Linked DNA regions of Sus scrofa: regions 1 and 2 are each linked to region 3. The links are chromatin contacts, called in public Hi-C and HiChIP or PLAC-seq maps. All regions are on one chromosome and are shown on one strand. Each heading gives the region's core, a stretch centred on a gene start, on an enhancer-like site or on the middle of the called end of the contact. The rest is flanking DNA. Distances are from core to core; before and after follow the strand shown.

Evidence for each region. A called contact is a pair of places that touch in the nucleus more often than the background predicts. HiChIP or PLAC-seq counts read pairs in DNA pulled down with a chosen protein or histone mark.
Region 1: a contact with region 3 is called in an H3K27ac HiChIP or PLAC-seq map of skeletal muscle, with 5 times the contacts expected there. The contact joins the enhancer-like site here to the promoter of STRAP in region 3. A contact is called at or near these places in 4 of 5 promoter capture datasets (fetal liver, fetal skeletal muscle, liver and 1 more), 26 of 47 Hi-C or Micro-C datasets (adipocytes, adipose tissue, alveolar macrophages and 16 more) and 2 of 2 datasets of contacts at active chromatin or transcription factors (alveolar macrophages and skeletal muscle).
Region 2: a Hi-C map of liver shows a contact between it and region 3, with 5 times the contacts expected there. The contact joins the promoter of MGST1 here to the promoter of STRAP in region 3. A contact is called at or near these places in 2 of 47 Hi-C or Micro-C datasets (heart right ventricle and liver) and 1 of 2 datasets of contacts at active chromatin or transcription factors (alveolar macrophages).

What each region holds. Positions count from the first base shown.
Region 1 is chr5:57,026,056-57,029,688 of Sscrofa11.1, forward strand. PTPRO (receptor-type tyrosine-protein phosphatase O) reads right to left here. Exons shown (of 28, transcript XM_003126453.4): 26 at 3,075-3,210. Among named protein-coding and RNA genes, the nearest start is that of EPS8, 210 kb to the left of the region's middle. Within about 2 kb of position 1,851, at least 21 of the 83 cell types and tissues checked have an H3K27ac peak or open chromatin away from gene starts, as enhancers often do. A contact at or near this core is called in adipose tissue, alveolar macrophages, mesenteric adipose tissue and 2 more, where this site is marked.
Region 2 is chr5:56,282,143-56,285,295 of Sscrofa11.1, forward strand. MGST1 (microsomal glutathione S-transferase 1) reads right to left here and starts at 1,614. Exons shown (of 4, transcript NM_214300.1): 1 at 1,584-1,614.
Region 3 is chr5:56,735,233-56,738,436 of Sscrofa11.1, forward strand. STRAP (serine-threonine kinase receptor-associated protein) reads right to left here and starts at 1,657. Exons shown (of 10, transcript XM_003355564.4): 1 at 1,223-1,657; 2 at 410-545. The coding sequence starts at 1,334.

The sequences.
Region 1 (3,633 bases), core at 601-3,100, 290 kb after region 3:
CTCTGACTACCCCTTGCTACTCTCATGCAGGAGTCTACACAGCATGCCTATCCACAGAGAAAGGGGAAGAGGGCTTGTTAAAACACAGTCCATGTAGCGTGCTGCAGGGACCTGAAATGTGCATCTGAAGACAGGGTCAAATGAGTCAATGGCCTCTGTTGGTTGTAGAGTGGGGGGGTGGGGGTGGTAGAATCAAGGTGACAGGCAGTCAAGAGGACATAGGAAAATTAGAAACCAGCATGGGAGGTCACTCATACACCACACACTATGGTTCCTATATATATACACTGGCTCAGAAATCAGCTGGAGAATCATTCTGGCCTCTTGAAAATCATTAGTGTCAAAGGAGTGCTCTGGGGTCATGAAGCTGAAGAAAATAATTTTTTACTCTGCTTTTTACTCATTACCATCAGTAACCTAGGAGGCAGCAGGACTGGGGCATGAACTGGGCTCAAGGAAGATGTTAGGAACATCCTAACATTCAAAATCCAAGTTGAACCACGAAGAGCAGAGGAGTGAGGAAAAACAGAGGTAAGTCAATGGACAAGATGTTCTAGATAAAACTAATAAAACTGACATAAGTAAATAAACTGGAGAGGATCACTGCAAAAATCCCGAGGGAACTCTAGAGTGAAGCTGGAATGTTTGGGAAAAATCAGTAACCTGTGGTGACCTGTGCATCTTCTGCTGACTTTGAATTTTCCCACGAGAGTTCAGGGAAGGGATAGCATACTTAAAAAAGGCTATTTCCCTGGAGATGTCAACCTAAAATGCTGCCATAAACAAAGAGGTCATCAAAATTTCAGGAAAGAAAGTTAGAGGAGAAAACAACTTTTTCTCAGCTATGCAACAAGGTGCATGGTGGCTGCCCTAGTCTCGTATGATTGCCATACCTGCAGAAGGATCATGGTGCTGGAAATTGGTTGGAGGGTCTGCCATGTGAAGGTAGTTTTTAAAAAGGGATTAAGATTCTGTAGTTGGAAAGTTGAAAGCAAAAAAGGCTATAATCAAAGTCTATAAAGTTATAAAAGGTATAAATTAAGTCAATGGGGGCAGACATTTCATCAAATCCCAAATACTTAAAATAAGGAGTGGCTCTTTGAAGCTTGGGGATTAACATACATAATAAGGAGTGTCACTAGCATAGTAGGATATAGATTTACGGAAGTGAAAGCCAAAAATATGGATGGATTCATAAAGCACCATTTAATCACTAGGTAGTTGGGCTTCTCTGGGAAGCCCAGGACATTTTAAGCTTGTGACAACAAGGTAATGTTCACGTCCCCACAGCAGTAAATTAGAAGGCAGCAGGACTTGGATGCGAGTGGGCTCAAGACACTAATAGATGCCTTGCTTCCGAAACATCCGTGAGCCATCTGAATGTTAAATGAGCTAGTCTTTCCAAAGTGCCACAATCTTGCTGTAGTTCAGAAATAAACACATTGGAATGGCTGTGCCAAGCCTTGGTCATCAGATAGGATGGGGAAACAAGAGAGAAAAGAAAAAAGGGTGGGAAAGGGGAAACCAGAAACACTGAGACAGGAGCCTGGACCTGCAGGCTTTTGAGTTATACTGACATCTAGTGGTGATTTGTAGGAAAGGCGTGGGGAAGATTAAGGCAGTTTTCAATTCCTTGGGAATTTAGTCAAAGGTCAGGACAGGCTGTGTTCTATTCCACGAGTGTTCCTCCCACACACACTCCTTGAGAAAAAGGATTATTGTTCGCTTGAAGCTAAGAAGTTGTGAGTATACGGCTGGGTGACTAAGATTACGAAGAAACTACTGTGCTTATGTTTGCGGCCCACACTGGTACACACCCACTGCTGCTCTGGTGCTTGTGTAATACTGTCTGCAGGCACCGGCCTGGGGCTGCCGCTCCAGCCTGAGTGCATTTTAAGGCTTCAAAGGAAGAGAGCGCTTGGGAGAATAGGAGGAAGAGGAGCCTGTAACACTGATGGATATTTCTGGGAATGCCTCCATGTTGTTGCAATGATGAATCCATTCATTTAGATCAAGGGAACAGACTGTGCTGGTAGATTAGGGGCTGGAAATCCGTAAAATCATAAGGGGGGGGGGACAAATGAAACCATCCATAAACAGAAACAGACTCACGGAACGGACACAGAGAACAGACTTGTGGTTGCCAAGGGGAAGAGGGGAGGGAGTGGGATGATCTGGGAGTTTGGGTTAGTAGATGCAAACTACTCAATTTAGAATGTATAGTCAATGAGATCCTGCTCTACATCACAGAAACTATATTCAATCTCTTGCGATAGACCGTGATGGAAGAGAGTGTGAAAAAAAGAATATATATGAGTTCCCATTGTGACTTAGTGGTAGCGAGCCCGACTAGTATCCATGAGGAGGAGGGTTCAATCCCTGGCCTCGCTCAGTGGGTTAAGGATCCAGCATTGCTGTGAGCTGTGGTGTAGTTCACAGATGTGGGTCGGATCCCGAGTTGCTGTGGCTGTGGTGCAGCCCAGCAGCTGAAACTTCGATTCGACCCCTAGCCTGGGAACTTCATATGCTGCAGGTGTGGCCCTAAAAAGCAATACACACACACACACACACACACACACACACACACAACTGGGTCTGCTGTACAGCAGAAAAACAAAAAAAAATCACAAGGGGGACAGAAAGCATAAGTTCAATCCATATTATCATCAAAAGTGAACTTGGATAGAGCATCACATGAAGGACAAACTAATGACAAACTCATTGAATCAAATCTAGTACTTTAAAAAGAATTAAATCACATCAGTTCCAAAGTCTCCAGTTGGTGGCATTAGCTAGATTGGCTGCTACCTTTGCTGAACTCTCAGTCTGTTCAAAGGGCTTTTATTCCATTATAGATACAGCCATGTGCTCTGGACTACTGAAGGGTGCGTGAAGCCAGTAAAAGTGGCTGTTTCTTTTATACCTTGGAACAGTTTGAACATGCACAATAAGAAACCAGGAATGGCGGAAACAAACACAAAATTCAAGACAATAGTTTTGAAACACGAGATTGTATAACAGGAAAATTTTCAGTCAAGGGCAAATTTAAAAATATGCTATGATTGCATCCCTACCTCTGTCTGTACCATAGACATCCGGTATGACCGCATATCTGACACCAGCCCTAGGATGTCGACAAACTCATGGTCCCGGATGTGCTGCAGGAGCCTGTCCAGGGCGATGAAGGTTCCTGTCCTTCCAACTCCAGCACTGCAAAAGAGATCCCCACAGCACATCACTTAGTGCTCCTACACTGTTAGAAAGAAATGGATGATTTAAAAAAAAACAACTTACGGGTAGCATCCTTGAGAAAAAAGACTAAACTGGCAATATTTCCCACTGAACTGATTTTTAAGGATGCAGTTGTGGTTGGTATGTCTCCTAATGTCACAGTCCTATCACTGCTACCCCCTTAAAGAGGTATGGGTCTACACTGCCTTGGCCACATCTGCCCTTCCGGCCCCCAGGGTCTCTATTTCTTAATAAAGTAATGATTCCATATGGAGTCTGCTGGAGAGCTGGTTCCTGCCTTCTGGGAGCCAATACACATAAATAATCCCAGTCTTCTGAGTAGCCTCGGTGTTAAGCCCAGCTAGAAAGTCCAAGTGAGATGCCCAGGCCTCAGCTCTAGTG
Region 2 (3,153 bases), core at 364-2,863, 450 kb before region 3:
GAGTAATAGATTCTATTAATTAAGAAATATTCCTCTTCTCTTTACAGGCTCTTGGCCAAAGAGAGCAAAGTTCCCTTGTCTGTAGTGGCCTTTCCACATCAACACTGCAAAACACAGAAAATGTGAGCACGCACTCTCACGGTCATGACTCTGCAATTTTCTTCCCTCTTAAAGCAAAAGAACACTACCCACGAGATAAAGAAGAAAAAATAAGTCAGTGGTCTTGTTGCTGTGTGTGAGCTCTAGAATTTACTGAACAGATGGAGGTGACTGCAGACATGGCTTCAGAGCCCAGGTGCTGGGAGGAAAATGCTGCTTGGTCTGGGGAGAGATGGGGTGAGGCTGTGCTCAGGTGACGGTGCTGACCTCCATTTCTAGTCTCAGCAACTGAGAAACAGCACTCAGAAACAAACAGAAAAACTGTACTTGTCTGCCACAGAGAGTAAGACTCAAATTTGGACTGATTTGCCATTTCTAAAGATGACCAGAGATGGTCAGCACACAGAGGCCTCTTATTTTGGAAACAGCAGAAAAAATCAGAAAAACTCAACACCCAGGGAATGCAAAGGGTGGGTCTAGTTTGGTATTCACAGCAGACTAGGGCTCTGAGAACACCAGGCTAGACTGGCTGAAAGGCTGTTAGCTAGGGGGCCTGGAGAAGTTTCCAGAGCCGTTCAACATGTTTGATTTCAGCCCACTTGGCACTTTCTTGGAGAGAAAACAGGCAGAAGGAAAAAGAGGAGGGGAAAAAAGTGGTGCCCAGATTACCAAGAGGCCTTGGGACAATTTCAAAGGATGCAGGGAGATGGAGGATCTGCATGTACCCTTGTTCCCACCATCCCAGTCCAGCAATAGCAGTAATAACTGAGGCCTTAATTCTCAAGGGAGGTTTCTTTCTCCTTTACTCCTTCCACATGGCTCTCCCCCTCCACACTGCGGGGTGGGGACTAAGAACCCTCCCGGGGAGTTTTATCCTTTGCTTTCCAGTCAGCTGACTCTAACAATGTCTAATTCATCTAACAGGGTCTAATTCATGTCCTCCTGCACTATTATTATTATTACTAATTTAACTTCCCGATGTTTCTCTTGCCTGTGGTTTTGAACCAAGAAGAGCAAGTCCTATTCTTCAGGAGGTACAAAAGCCAGCCTGCCCTGGAACTTAGAGCTGAGGCAGGATTTTATACCCTGAGGATAAACACAAGTTGCTTAAACTGCAGCCACTTCCTCTATCACTGTTACTAGCACTTACTATTTATTCCCCCAATGCTTGGGGGGTTGGGGGCAGGCTTTCAAACCGGATGCTACCTCGGTTTGAGAAAAAAAAAAGTGAGTAAAATCATCACTTAAACATGAAAAGACTCGTTCTCTCAAGTTTTATTCCTGGAGTTTGACGACTTACCTACAAGGGGACAGGAATGAGAAACTCCCTTTTAAAAAGTGATGGACCGAAAAGCAAACGCTTAGCAACAAAGAAGTAGCAGGTCCGCAGAGGCCCTCAAGCCTACACCTGCCACCCAGGTCCCCTTCCCGCCGCCGCCACCCTTCCCTTACCCTCTGCTTACACACCCCTCCCGCGCACGTACTGTGGATCTGAGCAGGAGGAAGACCGCAAAGCTGTCCCAGAGACGAGTAGCAAGGGCGTTGGGTGACTTTCACCCCTCGGGCTTGGGGGCGGGACGCCAGCGCCACGCCCCCTCTGGTTATTTTCCTATGAATTTGCTCTCCGGTGCAGAAAGCAAGACTCCCACCCTCGCCAAGCCCCTCCCATGAGTCGCCTGATTCTTGTGGGAGTAACTACTGCCCATCTGTTTCCTTGTTTGAGCCCTTCTTTTTAGCTGGCGGAAGCGTAGGTCAATGAGAGGACAATTCCTCGCGTTAGCAGCTCCAGGACGGTAGCGATTGTATAGGAACATTTCGAGGGGAAAAGCAGGTCAACTTTTATTTAGCGGGAAACAAAGGTTTAGAGCATATTTAAATCTCAGGGAGGGGGCAGAAGCAGGGTGGGGAAAGGGGAGCCTGATTAGAAATCATTGCTAAAATTACCATGTTTTGAACTTCACTTTCCCTGCCAGGGGACAAGTCTTCCCAGAAAGGCTGGCACTGACACAGTATAACGTTTGGTGAACATCACCTACAGTCTTCCAAATCTGTGATCCCAGACAATTTGCTTCCTCATGCTGACCTGTCCTGTTCAGGGTACAAAATGGAACTGGAAGAGATTAAACTGGGTCAGTTCATTATACAATCGGTTTAGTATAGTTTTTGTTTTGTTTTGTTTGTTTGTTTGTTTTTTGCAGGGATATTTAGGGGAGTGTCTTAGAAAGGCATAGTCATTCTAACACCAGTATCTAGGTTAGGGGTATTTCCAAGCTTCTTAGTGAAACCTGACATGGCCCTGTAGGGCTCCTGGGAGCAAGAGCCTTTCTGTGTCCCCCATTTCTTGTTCCTAGGAAATGAGCCTCACTCAGCCATCATGACCTTCCCTGAGTTTCTAGGGACAGGTTCAGACAGTTGCTGATTAGGGAATGGAGGTACAGTCAAGCAGCAATAGTACATCCTTGGGGCAGGATCCTGGTTCCCTCTCAAGGAGTACACATAATAATACAGGCATCTTATACATGTAAGAGAAAAATTATATTCCTTATGCTTCTTTTAGGAATGAATACTTTAAAATTAAACAGCTTAGAGTTTTTCCTTGTCCTTCTCCCTGACTTAATTGCACCTGAAACACAATCACCCATAAGCTAAAGATTAGGCACCCTGAGCATAATTGCCTGTGGGTTAAAGATTATTAGGACATGAGGTTTTTCAGGAACTTTCCTAGTTTGTTCTCATCTCTGATCAATATGCTCTTTGCACAAGCACAGTCATTCTAAGCAATAACCCAGGAGACCACTATCATGAACAGCTCCTGACTTCAGCTTTGATGACTAAGATCCCCCCAAAGAAAGAAGACTGCATGTTTGTCCCAATCCTGATTCCTATCTGAAAACCTGTTTTTCTCCCTTTACTATAAAACTCCTTGCAATTCTTTCTAAGGAGGGAGGGCGCACAGTCTTAAAGGCACTAGCCTGCTGTGACGCTCCTTTACCTGGCAAAGCAATAAAGATATTTTTTCCTCCTTTACGCAAAACTCTGTCTCTGCGTTTCAAT
Region 3 (3,204 bases), core at 407-2,906:
GGGAATCTTAAATATGTCTAACAAAAATGAGAGTGAAACTGGGCTAAAAATGTGGGGCATCAAGCACTAAGAAGTTAAGGAGTATAAGGTATTATTCAGCTAGAACATGTGGAGCAGTATTTGCCAGCATGACCATCAACATTCATTATCTGAAGTGCTTGTTAATAATGCAGATTCCTGGGTCCCAGTCCAGACATACAGAACTAAGTCATTTAAGTCTCTGAACATTTTGAGAAAGCAGCAGATAAAATATGGGCGGAATTTTGGTGACATCAAAACAACATGTGTTCTCTACGTTAGGCAGTGCATGAGAACTTTATGAATAACTTTTACTGAACTTTTATTATTGATCATTTCAGAACACAATTCACAGAGAACTGTAAAGGTGGCCATTTCTGGCTACACTTACGCTGTGAAATCTGCAGCTGCTGTAGCTGCTTTGGTGGCATCCTTATTCAATGTTGCACCCCAAACAGCACCCTTATGACCCAAAAACGTTCCAATCCAGTCTCCTGTATCTCCCTGGCGTAGCATAGGTTTGCCATCTAAAAAATATGTAAGAAAACATGTGATGTAGAAGCTCAAATTACTTAAAATCTAGGATCCGAACTTAAAACAAACAGTGATGAATAACAAACTTGAAAACTGCTTTTGTTGTCTAACTGTTCACTCACTGGGGTCACTAAGGCACATCCAGAAATAAATTAACTGAAGAACTGGGCCATTCTCTCTGGGAAGGACTTGAAATGCGGCAGAAAGACTATTCATCTGCAACAAAACAATCTAGACGTGAACCTTATTTTGGACAAACTTAATAGTCTCAGCTTCCACTTGAAAATTGGAAATGAAAAATTCCATACCACAGAAGAATATCCAATGAAATAGTAGAAGTGGAAAGTCTTTGTAAAATAAAGTGTTACTTAGCCTGGCCTAGTTTCTGCATTCCCCAAATCCTTTAAAGATATTTACGGTGTTGGCCGGGGCGTCTGGGCAAGTGCACAGTAAAGCTTATCCAGAAATAGCAAAAAAGGTAAAATGAGAAGCCTTGGTTGGGGGCATAACTTACCAAAGCTTCTCCTGGCATCAGCTGCGCAATCCTTAACACTACTCGCCCTACCAGCCCACTAATCTCAAAAGCCGCAATCCATTCGGCAATGGGAAGTGCCGGCCCCACTCCCTTTCCGCCCAGTCCCAACCATCTGAGCCCAGCGGCCCTGCTCACCTTTGCAAGCACTGATTAAGAAATAGCCATAAGGCGTGATGCCACTGAAGGCCAAATCCACCACAGGCCGCGTGTGGCCGGAGCAAGTGAGAGGCGTTTGCCTCATTGCCATGGCGGCGGCGAGCCGAGCGATCCCGCAGGAGAGCTGAGGGTCGTCTCGTCTTTTCTCTTCTCCGCGGCAGCGCCTCTCACTCAAGGCCTACGCCCTGACGCTGGGCCGGGAAACAGAAAAAGGCCAATCTGGTGGCCCCGAAACCAGGAAAGGGTTAGGGGTGGGTCAGGGAGTGTGCGACTGGCGGTCGACCGCCGCCGAGGGAGGGAAAGGGAGGGAGGGAGGAGAGTAGGGGAGGGGGAGAACAGGAAAACCGGCAGCCACGATCCCCACCGTCCACACCGGTACTCGCAGGAAGTGACGACACTAACCCTCCGCCGGAAGTGACGAACAGGAGGGAAGGCGGGTTCGCTGGGTAGAAGAGGCGTACTGGAGCGAGAGCGACCGCAATGCGCAGGCGCGAGATCAGCTCAGGTTGAGCACGTGATGCTGGCTCCACGCTGGCTACGCAGGGCTCTTGGCCGCGTTCCAGGCACTGGGTGAAAATCCTAGCGCTGAGCTCTAAGCAGCTTGGGGTGCTTTTCTGTTTTTGAGCCGTTTGGAGTCGAGTTGGGGGCGTGCGGAAGCGGGTCCTGCTTCAGTCATACCCCGAATCTGACCGCATCTGTGGTTTACGCACTGAGCCGTCCAGTGGTTTGGACTGTGCTATCTAGACGTCTACACTGAACAACCAGAATTGTTTCCAGCGGTGGCCCAAACCAGCAAACACCGTCTAAGAATTTTTTTTCCAATCTTTGTTAGCAGTTGTATAGTCAGCTCCTCTGGGATTGTCTACAAGTAAGGCCCTTAAGAAAAGTCTTTCTCCCAGTCACCCCTTGTGCTGTGTAACCTTGCATTGTTAGTGTTTCAGACGTGAGGGTTATGCGACTCTAAAAACAGTTAAATTAGTTTATCTTTTGAGGACGTTGGGAGACCCATGAGCAATGGTCCTCAAATTTTTTGATGAATACCCACATCAATAAAACTTGCGTCCGTCCCCCAAATATGCGATAGTGAATAATTTGTGAGTTATTTGCATATTAGTGCATAGAGAAGAATAGAAATATTAGAAGAACCTTAAACTTCAGTGTAAATAGAAATACTGGTGTTGTCTTCCTGCAGGCTCTCCTCTTTGGATATCACTCCGTGGTGTAGCAGAACTGTTGATGGATTGATTGCTCATGCAAAAACTGACCTGAGCAAGAAGGGTCCTTTTTCTGGGCAAGTTATTTCTTTCCTTTAATGCTTGTTAGGATGTCAACAGAAAATACCAGAGATTTTTTTTGTGGTCTCTTTCACTACTTTATCCCAGGCCATAATGTCTTGGCACATACCAATACATATCTAATCAGCACAAATGTCTGCAAATGTTTCCCTCTCCCTCATCTTTTTGTAGTAAACATGTATCTTCGTTCAAGTCTAATTACTTGAATGGAGACTTGAAGTGCTTCCCCATTCTATTTCATTAGCATTTTGTTCATTAATTTATAGTACAGCACTTACTATATATGTTTTCCACTATCTTTTTTGTTTTCTCTGTGCCAACCTCACCCCAAGTTCCTACACACATGCACACACACACTCTGTTGACATTTAAATTGTGAGCTCCTTAGTGGCAATTGTGTGGCACTGTTGTCTTTCTACTCTGGTATCAGAAGAGTGAATGGCATTTAGTGAATGCTGGACAAGTGATTATTAAGTAAAGTAAAGCGTTAATGATGGAGGCATCTAAATAAAAGATAAAACTCGTTAGAACAACTAGTCAGTAAGATGTTAATACATGGCCATTTGTTGCTTATTGTGCGTAGGTAACTGAAAACTTTTGTCTCTAAAGTACGTATAATTCTTTTTTGTTGTTGTTGTTGTTGTTGTTGTTGTTGTTGTTGTTGCT